5 separate regions of the Mus musculus genome follow, and regions 2, 3, 4 and 5 are each linked to region 1. The links are chromatin contacts, called in public Hi-C and Micro-C maps. All regions are on one chromosome and are shown on one strand. Each heading gives the region's core, a stretch centred on a gene start, on an enhancer-like site or on the middle of the called end of the contact. The rest is flanking DNA. Distances are from core to core; before and after follow the strand shown. Region 1 holds the start of Sox1 (SRY (sex determining region Y)-box 1). Region 2 holds the start of Arhgef7 (Rho guanine nucleotide exchange factor (GEF7)). Region 3 holds the start of Ankrd10 (ankyrin repeat domain 10). Region 4 holds the start of Rab20 (RAB20, member RAS oncogene family). Region 5 holds the start of Ing1 (inhibitor of growth family, member 1).

Evidence for each region. Hi-C and Micro-C count contacts between places; a contact is called where the count stands out from the background.
Region 2: a contact with region 1 is called in a Hi-C map of embryonic stem cells, with 3 times the contacts expected there. The contact joins the promoter of Arhgef7 here to the promoter of Sox1 in region 1. A contact is called at or near these places in 5 of 484 Hi-C or Micro-C datasets (all in embryonic stem cells), 4 of 115 datasets of contacts at active chromatin or transcription factors (embryonic stem cells and stem cell-derived neural progenitor cells) and 1 of 9 other capture datasets (embryonic stem cells).
Region 3: a Micro-C map of embryonic stem cells shows a contact between it and region 1, with 6 times the contacts expected there. The contact joins the promoter of Ankrd10 here to the promoter of Sox1 in region 1. A contact is called at or near these places in 5 of 484 Hi-C or Micro-C datasets (cardiomyocytes and embryonic stem cells) and 2 of 115 datasets of contacts at active chromatin or transcription factors (astrocytes and stem cell-derived neural progenitor cells).
Region 4: a Micro-C map of embryonic stem cells shows a contact between it and region 1, with 6 times the contacts expected there. The contact joins the promoter of Rab20 here to the promoter of Sox1 in region 1. A contact is called at or near these places in 1 of 39 promoter capture datasets (embryonic stem cells), 16 of 484 Hi-C or Micro-C datasets (differentiating embryonic stem cells, embryonic stem cells and stem cell-derived epiblast-like cells), 5 of 115 datasets of contacts at active chromatin or transcription factors (embryonic stem cells and stem cell-derived neural progenitor cells) and 1 of 9 other capture datasets (embryonic stem cells).
Region 5: a contact with region 1 is called in a Micro-C map of embryonic stem cells, with 6 times the contacts expected there. The contact joins the promoter of Ing1 here to the promoter of Sox1 in region 1. A contact is called at or near these places in 1 of 39 promoter capture datasets (embryonic stem cells), 3 of 484 Hi-C or Micro-C datasets (all in embryonic stem cells) and 2 of 115 datasets of contacts at active chromatin or transcription factors (embryonic stem cells and stem cell-derived neural progenitor cells).

Annotation. Positions count from the first base shown.
Region 1 is chr8:12,394,259-12,396,958 of GRCm38.p6, reverse strand. It overlaps Sox1 (SRY (sex determining region Y)-box 1), which reads right to left and starts at 1,440. Exons shown (of 1, transcript NM_009233.3): 1 at 1-1,440. The coding sequence starts at 598. All of the region lies in intron 1 of Sox1ot (Sox1 overlapping transcript), which reads right to left.
Region 2 is chr8:11,726,667-11,729,366 of GRCm38.p6, reverse strand. Arhgef7 (Rho guanine nucleotide exchange factor (GEF7)) reads right to left here and starts at 1,309. Exons shown (of 22, transcript NM_001372321.1): 1 at 951-1,309. The coding sequence starts at 1,115.
Region 3 is chr8:11,634,343-11,637,042 of GRCm38.p6, reverse strand. It overlaps Ankrd10 (ankyrin repeat domain 10), which reads left to right and starts at 1,286. Exons shown (of 6, transcript NM_133971.3): 1 at 1,286-1,632. The coding sequence starts at 1,426. It overlaps Mir7238 (microRNA 7238), which reads left to right and starts at 1,307; the gene lies at 1,307-1,349.
Region 4 is chr8:11,477,358-11,480,057 of GRCm38.p6, reverse strand. Rab20 (RAB20, member RAS oncogene family) reads left to right here and starts at 1,418. Exons shown (of 2, transcript NM_011227.2): 1 at 1,418-1,730. The coding sequence starts at 1,559. It overlaps E230013L22Rik (RIKEN cDNA E230013L22 gene), which reads right to left and starts at 2,129. Exons shown (of 2, transcript NR_126558.1): 1 at 1,375-2,129; 2 at 1-917.
Region 5 is chr8:11,555,183-11,557,882 of GRCm38.p6, reverse strand. Ing1 (inhibitor of growth family, member 1) reads right to left here and starts at 1,426. Exons shown (of 2, transcript NM_011919.5): 1 at 838-1,426. The coding sequence starts at 973.

The DNA.
Region 1 (2,700 bases), core at 191-2,690:
CCGCCGCGGCCACCGAGCCGGGGTAGGCGCCGTTAGCCCAGCCGTTGACATGCGCGTAGCCTCCTCCCGCCGCGCCGCCTGGGCTCTCCAAGCGCTGGCCCACCGCCGCCGCCCCGACGCCCACGCCCACACCCATGGCCACGGCCGCGCCGCCGCCACCCGCGCCGGCCGCTAGCAGCCCGCCGGCCAGCGAGTACTTGTCCTTCTTGAGCAGCGTCTTGGTCTTGCGGCGCGGCCGGTACTTGTAATCCGGGTGTTCCTTCATGTGCAGCGCGCGCAGTCTCTTGGCCTCGTCGATGAACGGCCGCTTCTCGGCCTCGGACATGACCTTCCACTCGGCCCCGAGGCGCTTGCTGATCTCCGAGTTGTGCATCTTGGGGTTTTCCTGGGCCATCTTGCGCCGCTGTCCGCGGGACCACACCATGAAGGCGTTCATGGGCCGCTTGACCCGATCCTGGTTGGCCTTGGTGCCCCCGCCGCCGCCGCCGCCCCCGCCCCCACCGCCGCCCCCGCCCGCCCCGGCCGGGCCCGAGAGGTTCGTGGGCGCCTGGGCGCCGCCGGGCGAGTGCAGGTCGGTCTCCATCATCATGCTGTACATCTGGGCGGCTAGCGGGTTCACCGGTACCGCAAAGAGAGGGCCTGGAGCATAGACGGCCGGGTGGGGGTGGGTGGGTGGAGAGAGGATCAGCCCAGAGAGACTGGGGGGGGGGGTGTGTGTGCGGTGGGTGCCTAGCGGAGAGAAGGGGGTTGGGTGGAGGCCACAACAACAACAACAACAAAAAAGAGGCAAAAGCACACGCACTTAGCGCGGGTCCAGCTCGCAGGTGGAAAGTTTCTCCCGGTGCACAAACCACTTGCCAAAGAGGCCGATGGCCAGGTTGATTGCTGCCGTCCGGTCACTCAGGGCTGAACTGTGCAAACAGGTGCAGTCGTGGCCAAGTTGAGGCTCCACTTTCTGGGTCTGAAGCGGTGCCCCTGGGCCCGACGCAGGGTTCGCTGCCTCCTCTTGTCGGCTCGAAGTCTCCGTTCCTGTGCTGGCTTCCTTGGCGGCTTCCAACTCTGGGACCGCAACTTCTAGCAAGGCGGTGCGCCGCGTGCGCTGGGCATGTGCTGGTCCCAGGTGCCTGGGGGGAGCCAGGCGCTGAGGGGGACTCGGAGGGGGGTTCGGAGGGGGCGATCGCGGTGCAGCCAGGGAGGGGGTTAGGGACAGCAGTGGGAGTGCCAACGCGAGCAGAGAGCCAGAGAGCTGTGCCGCTGTGCCCAGGACAAGCTGTCCGCTGCCTGCCCGAGGCCGTGCGCTCGGAGCGGAGGCGCACGCGGGGCCGGTGGCGCGGGGGGCCCAGCAGCCATACGCCGGGCCCGGGCTGCCATTAAATGAGCGCGCCGCGGCCAATGGGAACCGGCGGCGGCGGTGATTTGCATGGCGCGCTGGCGAGTGACGTGGGGAGGGAGTAGATACACTGGGCGCGGGCGGCGGAGCAAGGAGGTGGAGGAGGAGAGAGGGGGGGAACAAGGGCAGGAAGGAGGGGGAAAAGGGGGCGCGGGGGGGCGGGGTCACAGCCACACTGCTTCCTGAGCGCGCGCGCGCGGCGGCGACGGCGGCGGCGGCGGCGGCGAACCCAGAGCTCGCCCCCTTTGCCTCTCCCCGCCCGCGCGCTCCGAATGATTAACGATTGGGTTGAAAACCCAGAGGAAGAAAGAATCGCTGTCGGGGGAGGCGGGGGGAATACAGCCCTGGGTCGTGTTTAAATGCGCTCATTGGAGACCCAGCTCCTCCCCTGTCCCCAGCCAGCCAACTCTGTGCCCGCTGGGAAGGGGAAAGTTGGAGATAGAGGCCTCACTTTGCACTCAGCTCAGCCGGGAGTGCAGAATAACAGCGGTGCGGGGGAGATCCTCCCGGGGGGGGGGGGCTTAGGCCCAAAGTACCTCTGCTGGGTTTCAGGCCAAGCGGGGCGGCTCAGTCTCTCCCACCCCTGGCGCTCGGTGCATTCTCAGAGCCTGCAAAGGCCTTTACAGATTCGGGATCTATAATTCGGGTCTCCGTGGCAAGAGGTGCAGCGGTTTTTGTGTGGTGCTACGCTCCTAGCTCCCTAATCTACCCCGAACTTTCTTGGGGGAGGGGGTGTCTTTTAATGGAGCGGAGTGTTATAGTCAGGTGCCAATTTACTCTATATCCTCTTGAATTTCTGCGAAGGTCAAAACCAAGATCTAGCTGGAATCTTGTTACTCCGACAGTAAAAAGAAGTTTGTGGAAACAGCAAAAGAATACCTACCTAGCCTATGCTTTTCTGAAGCGATTCTCCCAGAAGCTGTTTGCCAAAGGATTTTGAAAATCGTGTGAACTCGGGTTTGCGAGGGTGGGGGTGGGGTGCGGGCGCTGAAACGGAATTGGAAGGTCCAGTGACAGGGCCGCCTTTTTGTATGTTGTTGTTTTTGTTTCTTCGTATGTTGTGAAAAAGAAAGGGCAGTTCTGGGGATGATCAAGACATACACAAATGGCCGTAATCCATGAATCTCAGAACAAATATGATTCCGGGATGTATAAGAGATTTCCAACCCCACCCCAGGCTACTTGGGATCAGACCATCATGTCCAAAAAAAAAAAGGGGGGGGGAGTTATTGTAAAGGCTTCTTCCAGAAAGACCTTTAGAGTCTACAAGTTCTTCAGATATCCTGGGGCGGGGTACAGAGGGGAGAGGA
Region 2 (2,700 bases), core at 60-2,559, 670 kb after region 1:
GTACTCCATTAAGAAGTGTTACTTCTTCCTAATTATGGGACACTTCCATTTCTGTACTTAACACCTTTTAAATTACTAAGGATCTTAAGTTTTCTTGTAAACTGTGTATTGGCATAATCTTGAACACAGGACTTTATTATTTTTTGACCTATAAAACATGGTTGTTCTTAGAAGTGCTCCCAACCCCTGACCCGGCCCGCTCTGTGAGCTTACAAACGAAAACAAACTTTGGTCACCCAGAGCGGTGGTCAAGGTTCACACTGCAGAGCCAGGGAGCCAGCAGCCAGCAGCAGCAGGCAGACAGCTCCAAATCTAGCAGGCAGTGAGGATAAAAATTCTGACCCATCCCCAAAGAAATCGGGCTTCAGCACCCTGTGTGCGCTGTTCTGCAGGCTTGGCTGAGTGAAGAATCCCTTGATGGGGAAGGCAGTAAGTCATTTCACAGCTCGGCCCTCCCTTGGCTTTTGATGCATCCTTTAAACATGCCCAGCCACCGGTCCATTCAACGCAAGAGTCAGACTGCAAAGGCAGCGACGAAACCGTTCAAACAAAGCCATCGCAGAAAGCTGCGCGGCACAGAGACGAGGTTTTCCGATCGGTGTCGGCGAGGGGCGAAGCCGACCTCCCAACTTCACGTTAGGGTGGAGCAGAACCCCACCGCCGCCGGCACAGCCAACTCTCCTTCTCGTGACCCCGAGCCGGCCCCGAGCGTCACCGCGGCCCCCTCCGCTGTCTGTGCTCTCAGGGCGGGTCCCCTTCCCGGCGCCCCGCACACAATGGCGCCCCGAACTCCCGCCGCCGGTCCCCGCGCCTTGCGCGCCGCCGGGTCCGCGCACAAAGGAGGGCGCGCGGGCCCCGAGCCGGCGCGCGCCAGGTGCTCCCGCGCGCCCCGCCGCCCGCCGCCCGCCCGGGCCGGGGACCCACCCGAAGACCGTGCCATGGCCACTTACTTTCTCGATGGTCCCGGGCAGCAGGCGCTCCAGCAGCCGGCATAGGACCACCCCGTCCTTGAGCGACGCCTGCAAGAAGACCTCAGGGTCCGAGATGGTTTTCTTGGGCGACTCCAGCACGCCCAGGGTGATGAGCCACGTAACGGTCTGCTCGGCAGAATTCATCGCTGCGGCGGCTCGGGCTGCGCGCACAGAGGGGGCGCCGCGCGCGATCACCTCGGAGCGGCCCGGGCCGCGGCCACCCGCGCCCCCGCCGCCTCCGCGCCCATGGGCGGCCGCGCGCCGGCGATTGGCCCGGCCGGCCCAGCAGGTCCCGCTCCGCTCCGCGGGCTCGCGCGCGCCCTGGCCCGCTGTCAAGTGCCTTTTCATTAGCGGCGCAGGAACCTGCGGGCGCCCGGCACCGCCCCCGCCGCCGCCCCCCGGCCGCGGCCGCCGTCGCCCGATGACATCACCGGAGAAGAAAGACGCGGCGGCCGCCCGCGCGCACCCCGCGCCAGCCCCGGCGCACGACAGCTGGCGCGCCCCCCGCTCACCTGCGCCGCCCGCGCGCCCCGGGGCTGCGCGCCTTTGTGGGTAGGGCGGCGCGCGATTAGTAAGCGCTTCCCAGAATGCTCTCTTGAGCTAGCCCGCCGACTGCGGGGCGCGGGCGTCTCTTCGCCACCTCGCCAGCCGGCGGGGATGGCACGCACATGCTCGTTAGATCTGTGACCAGATGGGTCTCACTCGGGCAGGAACGAGCGTCGGGAACGCGGGCGCGATGCTAAGCGGCTGGCTGCAAGGCCACTGGAGGCGGGGGGCGGGAGCGGAGATGGGGGGCGGCGGGCGCGGACGACCTTAGTAGCCAGAAGCCTTGCATGACTCCTTGTGAAATTGACGGTGACGTGTCCAGCGATCAAGAGCACATCGCAACCTCGGGTGGGTGTCCGCTGGAAAGCGTGCTGTCCACGCTTAGGCCCAGAACTTGGGCGTCCTCTTCCAGCGCAAAGGATGTGTGACAGGAGCCTTGGGGGAAGGGGGGAGTAGGTGAGGGCTCACCGTCAATCGACACATATTTCCACTTACTCCCGCCACTGGTCCTATGCTTTCCCTGCTGGCTGGCACTCCTCGACAGTTTAAAATAAAGCTTGCAGTGTCCCAGGAGACCTTTCCCCTGGGCCAGGCACGCACGTTCATCCAGTAACTGCTCAAGGCTAGAAGCCATGCGATGCTGTCAATTAAAAACAAAAAACAAAAACAAAACAAAAAAATGATCACAGGTTCGACTCTCTTCTCTGCATTCTCCAGGTGCTTCCATCACCACCATCGATTGCGTTTAATAGCATCTTCTGGCTAAATGACTACATTTCTGTTCCAGACACAAACAAAGCATTAAAATAGTGTGAAGTTTGTTGAGGGCCAGCTTCTCTGTGGTGGCAGCTGCCTTCAGAGCAGCGCTAGCCAGCCCTAACCAACCACTGCTGCAATTACGGTGTCTTTACCACCGACAGACCCAAGCCTCACTTTTTGTCCATTTTCCTGGTTACATATGAGAGGTACCCTGCCCTAGGAGCCCCACATCAGCCAGTTTCCCATCTTGCTTCCCTGTGGAGGTCCAGAGAGTGGCAATGCAAAACTGATCACCGACGCCCGAGTCTATCGACCAAAGCTGCTCAACCCGGAAGAAGCTTTCCCTAGTGCTGAATTGAAAAATTTACTCGTTACTATTTTTAAATCCTGTTAGACTAGGTCTGGCCTTATCACGCAGTACACA
Region 3 (2,700 bases), core at 37-2,536, 760 kb after region 1:
GGCCAGCCTGGTCTACAGAGTGAGTAGACCAGGCTGGGCTACACAGTGAAACCCTGTCTCGAAAAACCAAAATTAGAACAAAAAGAAAAAGAAAAAAGAAAAATTTCAAATTTTTTACAACCATAGCATTGTACCATTGGAAAGAGAATTTAGTAGTCAATTTTTCTAAAATTTCTTTCACCATGTGCCCAGCCTGCTCACGTGACTCATGCTTTACAGTTACAGACGCCAGGGCCTCTCGATTCTCTCTGGCATCCATTCCAATTAAGGCATACCGAAGTTAACTGGCTGCACCCTTGTTTTCGGGTTTTTAATGAGGAGCTGTGCTCCGCAGGCGCCCAATAAACACTAATTGGAGGAACTCAGGCAACCGCGGAAGCAGGCCAGGGCCGGCTGCCAGAGTCCTGAGTCCCCACTCGCGAGTGTGCCTGGCAGAGCAGCAGCTCTATTTAGAAGTAGCGCCTCAGGCATCGTCCTCAGCAGGAACCTGCGGCCGAGCTCCAACCGCTCCAGGTCACACCCACCAGCGCCAGGTCACGCCCAGCCGCCCCAGGAATCGACCAGAGCGCCGCTCCGCTCCAAATCCCAGACTCTCCTCCTTTAGTTAAGGCGTGGCTTTCAGCTGCCAATCACAGAGAGGCCGGCCTGGGCTTTGGCCTTGCCCCAGGCAAGGTTTACAGCCAGGGTCGTAGGCCTCCGGCTTCAGGCGAGGTCTCAGGCGCGGCCTCCTCAGGCTTCAGTCGCAGCCAAGTCTCCCCCCTCCTTTTTTTGTTTTGTTTTGTTTGTTTGTTTGTTTGTTTTTCGTGACAGGGTTTCTCTGTATAGCCCTGGCTGTCCTGGAACTGACTCTGTAGACCAGGCTGGCCTTGAACTCAGAAATCCACCTGCCTTTGACGCCCAAGTGCTGGGATTAAAGGCGTGCGCCACCACTGCCCGGCAAGTCTCGTCCCTCTAACCACACTAACGTGCAGGCCCACCCTCAACCCCTACACCTTCAGCGTTGGCATCAGTAGCGGCCTCCTCAAGCGGTGATCGCCTCCCAGCCCCTAACTTCACCACCAGACGCCTAAGGCGGCGTTCCTGCGCAGACCCTGAGAAGGCCCCGCCCTGCAGCCAAGGCCACGCCCTATCCCAGGCGCCAGCCTCAGCACCACCTGCGGGAGGCCCCACCCTATCCAGGCGCGGGCCTCGCCCCACCACGGGCGTCAGCAGCGGTCGGAGGCAGCGGACTGTTAGGCCCCACCCTCTCAAGGCGCAGGCTCCGCCCCGTGGCTCAGGTCCCGCCCTCAGTGCTCGCTGCGCTCGGATGCGGATGGGACGCGGCAGCAGCTCGCCTGTCCTTTGTGTTCGAGTGGCGGCAGCTTCGCAGGCCTTCACCGGCACATTCCTCTGGCCGATCAGTCGCGTGCTTCCTAGCGACCCATCATGTCAGCGGGAGCGGGCGCGGCCGTGGAGGCAGGCTTCTCCAGCGAGGAGCTGCTGTCGCTCCGCTTCCCGCTGCACCGCGCCTGCCGGGACGGGGACCTGGTCGCGCTCTGTTCGCTGCTGCCACACACGCCGCGCGCTCACCTGGCCGCTGAGGACTCCTTCTACGGCTGGACGCCCGTGCACTGGGCTGCGCACTTCGGCAAGGTGGGCGCGGGCACTTTAAGGCGCCATTTTCCGCGTGGTGTGCTGTTAGGGTCAGAGCGCACCCCACGGTGTCTGGAGAGCGCGGTCGGCAGCGGCAGCGCAACCCCTGAGAGTTCCAGGGCGCATGTGCGGTACCGCGCGGTCTGCGACCCAGGACGGTGGGGGGTGGGGGGCGCGGAAGCTGCTCAGACGCCGCGGGCGCCTCGAGGGCTTCAAGGCGCATGTGCGGCGGGCGGCGCGCGACCCAGGACCTCCGGGGGCGCGGGGAGTGTTGGGAGGCGGGGCGGAAATGGGGTCCGTCTCGCCGGCTCCCCCGAAGGATCCAGGGCGCATGTGCACACTTGTGGCTCTTCCGAGCGGGGCGGGCAGACTGCAGTTGAGGCCGTTTGCGCGGAGGCCGCCGGGCTTCGGGAATCGTGGCGAGGAGGAAACTGGGGGCCTCGCGCTTCTGTCTAATGGAAACCGGGTGCAGGGCCCCCTGAAGGCACGGAGGGATGGGCGCTGCCCTCGTAGCCGGGGGTGTCAAGTCTGCACCTGCTATGGCCGACGGCGGGGTCGCGGCCATGCCTATCGGCCCCCTCTCCACCGGGACCGTCCTGTGTAAGCTGCGCTAATTGGCCCCGTTCTCCTGGTGTTGAAAGGTGGCATGCAGTTGGGTGCAGGTAGTCGCTGGGAATCCACCTTCTCGTGGTCGCCTTAGTTAACCTGCACACAGAAGTGCTTCTGCGCCATAAAGCGGCAAAATTCACGCTGTACTGTTTACCAGAATTTGATCTAAAGCTAAAGGAGCATTTTCACGTCTACGGAGAACGAGTTGTAGACTTGACTTTGGAGACCAGTATTGTAGCGGAGGCGAGGACGTTGTAGTTCTGAGCTTTCCTATCTGAAACCTGGATGGTCTTAAGATACGGAACCATCTTGTTAACCCGTTCCAACTATTACGGAAAGCTCTTAGAGGCGAAAAGGCTGAGCCTTTCACCCCAGCCGGGCCATGTGTTACTGCTCTCCCTCCTGTAGGTTTCCAGCGTGTTTCCCTAGGTTGTACCTACCAGTGATGCTCAGGTTACC
Region 4 (2,700 bases), core at 169-2,668, 920 kb after region 1:
CCACCCCCTGATCCTAGCTTAGATGTTTACACAGAACCCATTTCTCTCTCTCTCAGCCTCTGGGGACTTGTCGTCTGGTTACTCCTCCAGCCTGGCCCTGTAACTTTCATGCAACAAGCCCTTAGTAAGTTGGAAGTAACTTAAATTTCCCTGGGAGGACATGCGGTGGGGTGGGATGGGCGGCTAGCAGAAGCCTGGGGCTTAGAGGGAGCTGGTTTCACGCGCTGGTGAGCATTCCACGCCCCAGAACGTACTTTCCCACCCGCATTCCCTAGAGCAACGGTCCTCAGTTCTCAGGCAGGGTGCTTGAGGCAGGCGTAGCCATCTCGCCTCGGTGGAATCTCTGCACCTGCAGAGGGAGAAGCTACTAGGAGAGTCGTCTCCCTTCCCTTCCCTCCCCTGGACCTAGTGGGCTTTACTCAGCCCCAAATATCTCCTCCGCCTCCCTGCATGCTTGTGCCCCTGGAGGAAGATTTTGGTTTTAGGGGTTCTCTGTTATAGGAGAAAGGGAAGCTGTTTTCTAGCAGTCACTGCAAATGCAAAGTCAAGTTTTCCCTTCAAGGTTTCTTGCAGAAGTAAAAAGCGAACCTAGCAGGCACCTCCCGGTGTCCCCGACCCATCCACATTCTCCCTTAAATCTTAGCCGACTTCCAAGGGACTTTCCCAGCCAGGCAACTCTCCACCTGTGTGGGTGCAACCAAGGTGCACCGAGGAGGAGCGCTGGGCACAGGCTGGGAAGCGAAACAGAGCCAAGGGAGCCTGTGACTAGACAAACACCAGGTCCTGGGCCTCTCCGCGGCTACCCGGGCTTTTGGAGGAACTGGAGCGTCCGAAGGAAGGCGCTCTGGAACTTTCACCTTAGGACCCAGGTCCTAGGCTCCAAACTTGGCGACATACAGGCTTTCAAAGGGTGGGGACTGTAAAAAAAAAAAAAAAAAGCGGTACTGTAGCCCTGCTAGAGTCAGGGGTGCGGGAAGAGGGAGGCTGGCGTGGGTTGGGCCAGTGGAGAGGGGTTCCAGGAAAGGGCTGGCTGGGCTGGAGAAGGGCTTGGAGAAGGTATGGGAAGGAGCTGGGGCGGGAGGTAGGGGCCAGGGCTCTGGGAAGGGCAGAAAAATAAAGGAGGAACGGAGTTTGGGATTATAGGGACGGACGCAGGACGGTCCTTGAGGGAGGGGGAATGGGAAAGAATGGGGAGGGGTGGGCGTGGGGCTGAGATTTAGCAGGCAGAGAAAGGGAATTTGGGGAAGGAGAGATAGGGAGTAATAGGAACGAGGCAGGGGTGATGGGGAGTGTGGAAGGGGCTTGGGAGAAGACTGGGGGCGGGGCCTAGGCGGACCAGGGGGCGTGGGGTGGGCGTGGCGGCCGGGCACCCACGTGGTCGCAGGGCTGCGTTCACACTCCGGTACAGAGCTGTGGCGCGCTTCCTCTTTGGCACTTCATCGAGTTCGGATCTCAGGCCAGGGCCACTAGAGTTCGGGGTCCCTGGAGGCCGGGGTCCGCGTCCCCTGGCATCCTGGGCGGGTGACCGAGAAGCGCAGGGGTCATCTCCTCCGCGGCTATGCGGAAGCCGGATGGGAAGATCGTACTGCTGGGGGACATGAACGTGGGTAAAACGTCGCTGCTGCAGCGCTACATGGAGCGTCGCTTCCCGGACACGGTCAGCACCGTGGGCGGCGCCTTCTACCTGAAGCAGTGGCGTTCCTTCAACATCTCCATATGGGACACCGCAGGTGAGGGCGGCGCCGCCGGGACAGGCGGGCTTCGGGGCTCTGCGGGGTCGAGGAGTCGTCTGTGGGCAGCCGCGGGGTCTCCACTTTGGGCTGTGACATTCATTGCACCTCTGTTCCCACTTGCCTTGCTTTGCCGATTGAGAAAATCTCCAGTTCAGCAGCACTCTGTGCGTCTTCGCGAAGATTCGGGTTATCCTGGGAGAGATCTCCGATCAGTACGACTCTCGCTTCTTAGGTGCTTTAATGTCCCCCTCAGGGTGCCCTCCTTTGGTGTACAAAGCAGCCTTGGGAGTTGAGCACCGCTGCTATTACCGACTTCTTTATGAACGAGGAAACTGAGTCAGAGAGCGTTGGACCACTCTGCTGGATGTAAGGCGACTGGGAAGTAGAGTTGGAATCGCCCAGCCTCCTCGACTCACGGTTATTTACCCAGTGCCGAGTCTTGGCTGGTGCGCAAGTCACGTGAGTGGAATAGCTTCCTGTACTGGCATTTTTAAGATAGGTAGTGAATTATTTTTAGTGCGTGTACAACTTCGTCTTGGACTTTCCCGATTAATTTGCTTCTGTCTTCTCCCTTTTCCATGATAAAGAAATAAGATACTTTAAGTGAAACAAACGAACCCGGAAATAGTATGGTATAGTTTCAGGGAGAGAGGTTTCCAATGTATGAAACTCCCAAGTTCTGACTTTTTATGTTGTGTAAAGTGTGGTGGCGCACGCCTTTAATCCCAGCACTTGGGAGGCAGAGGCAGGAGGATTTCTGAGTTCGAGGCCACCCTGGTCTACAGAGTGAGTTCCAGGACAGCCAGGGCTATACAGAGAAACCCGTCTTGAAAAACCAAAAAAGAGTGATGTACTCAAAAGCCTCGCTCCTAATCCCTGACTCCTTGTCTTGCGCGTATCAATCTGTTGGCTATGTAATACATTCTGATCAAGCTGAGTTAGTGAAGGTCTGGGGAGCTTCCCTCCC
Region 5 (2,700 bases), core at 177-2,676, 840 kb after region 1:
TAAACTCCGAGCGGCCATCCACGTTCAAAACAGAGCCCCCTGACCTCACAGCAAAGTTTCCCCAACAGCCAACAGTTCCCGGCGGGCACGCAGGCTCCGCCTCTTCGCCACTCTGGGCAGCCCGGGTCTTCGGGTGGGCTGCAGGTCCCTCACCTGCCCCGCTCCTCTCCAGCCAGAGCCCAGCTCGCGTCCACCGATCGCAGCGCAGTCGTACACCTAGTCGGCTGCGATCCTCCCTTTCACCCTCTTCCTCCCCAAGACACACCGCGCCGGCGCCCCTCGCAGTCGGCCCGGAGCCCTGTCCAGAGCCAAGAGAGGGCCCAGGAGAGCAGGGCCTGGGCGATCGCGCGACCCCGAGTCAGGACTGCCCAGTACTTTATGTAACACTTAGAACCAGAACCTGGCGGGAGGCGGCGACTCTCCGGACCCGCACTCAGCTCCGCCGGAGTACGGCCCGCAGCCCTCTCTCTAGCCCGGTGCCCGCGCCCTACGGCCGCGGCGCCCGCATAGCACTCCACCTCGCGCGGCCGCCTTCACCCCCTCCCCGAGGACGCGGCCGAGCCCCGCGCCCCCTCCCCCGCAGCACCGCCTCATCACTTCACTACAAAGAGCGCTTTGGTCGCGCAGCCTTGCAGCCAGCCGTTCGCGCTCCTTCCTTCTCCATGTCCCGGAGCTCGGTACACAAGGACCTCGGCGTATCAAAGGCGCTCCAGACCTTTTGTTCCTAGCCCTCCGAGGACGCTACCGGGCGCTCCGGCTCCAGCAGGACCGGTCAGCCTCGCCGCCGGGACCCAGGGATGGACGCGGCCGCCCCCGCCCATCCATCACCCGCCGTACCTTGGTATTTGGCGTCGATCTCCCGCATCAGCGAGACGTTCCTCTGCAGGTCGAAAGGCAGTGACTCGATTGAGTCCAGGTAATCCTCCACATAGTTCACCAGGTGGATCTGCTCCCCGTTGGCAGGACTCAACATGGTTCACCCCGGAGGTCCCCGGCGATTCGGCGGCTTTCCGCTTCCTCCACCCCCCGCCCCCCTCAAACAGCACTGCAAAATGCAAAGCTCTCTCGCCCTTCCGCGCCCCCCCGCCGCTCCGGCCGGGCTGGCCGGCGGCTACATCTGGCGCCTGCCGCGCCGCCTCCGGGGCCGCGGGGACCCCGGCGCCTGCAGGCGCGGGCCGCGGCGGCCGAAGCTCAAGCGCACACCCCGCCGGCCGTGCAGGCCCCCTCCCGGGCGGCGGGCGGCGCGGGGGGCCGTGCGTACTAGCGCGCACACACCCAAAGAGGGCCGGCCACCGCCGCCCACCCGCCACCAGCGTGGAGAGCGGAGAGAGCGGGGCCGGCTGCGGGAAGGGCGCGCTCCGCCGCCCGCCTCGCCGCACTTGTCCAACGTGGAAAACCCAAATACCAGTTTCAAACACTTGGGAAACATTCAGCCCCGCGCGCAGCGCGCATGCGCCCCGCCACCCCTCCTCCCGGAGGCGGCCCCGCCCCCACCGCATTCACGCCCCTCACCGTCCCGGGCCGGGGGGCGGCGGGCCGCGAGGCCGGCCCGCGCGGGGGCGTGGCCTGTCATTGTCGCTGGGGGCCAGGGTCGCCGAGGGGACAGCGGCGGGGTCGCCTGGGCAGGGGAGACCGGCGACGCGAAACTTTACTAGGAGTTTGACACTCGGTGGCGGACCTACTGGGCGGAGCCGCACGCCGGCCGGGAACCGCGGGGTGCTAGCCTGCTCCTCGAGACACGCCGGGGCCGGACGAGCCTCCAGATCGCTGCCTTCAAACCGACTAACCTGAGAAGAGCCACCCTCCGCTGGGTTAACTGCATTCCCCCGCCTCCTAGCGCGGTATAAATAGGGCCCCCGAACAGAAATGGCAACGGCGTCAGCCAATCCCCTTGCGACTCTTACCTCTGCGGCCAATCTGGACGAGAAGGAGGTGTGGTGGGATCGGCAACGCCCCCCGCACGCCTAGTACTAGAGAGCTGTCCTCTTCCAGGAGGGACGAGCGGGCGGAGCCGAGCGAGGCGGAAGTGGACGCGCAGGCGCAGCTCCCTGGCGATGGATGCGGACCCGCGCGGGAGGGCAGCTATCGACACGCAAAGGGACCACCACTCCCAGCATCCTCGGCGCCTCCACGCGCCTGCGCCTTCCGCCCCCATCGTCCCTTTGTGTCGCCTCCCGGTGCTGGGTTTAGAATGGCCTGGAGACAAAGGGGCCCCCGAGGGGTGCTCTTTTCAGCGCGGAGATCTACGGTGGGCGGGCTGGCGGGAGCAGCTCTTCTCTGATCCTAACTAGCTCTTCCCCTCCCTGCCGCATCTGAGGCTGCCCATGTCCTCGTCACACTGAGTTGGCAGCGGGCACCGCAGTGTGCTTCCCGCAGGGGAGCACAACCTTCAGCTTCCCATCCCGCCCTTCCCCCACAGCTGCCGGATTTAGGGCTTTCTGAAAAGCCCGGGCAGAGCGAGGGGTTGCCTAGGCGACGGGCCCCGGCGGTCCCGCCCTCTTCCTGCCTAGGCACCGCCCTGGGGCGGAGCCTGGCCTGTGGTCGCCACATTCGCGCCTTTGTATGGCTGGGACTGTGGTGCGGCTGTCCTATTCGCCCCTCTGAGTCCCAGGTCCTCAATCTTGCTCGGCCGCCTGGGCGAGAGCGGTGGACCCGCTGCTGTGGCCTCAGGTGCGCAGGGCTGGTGATGGCGCTCTGCCT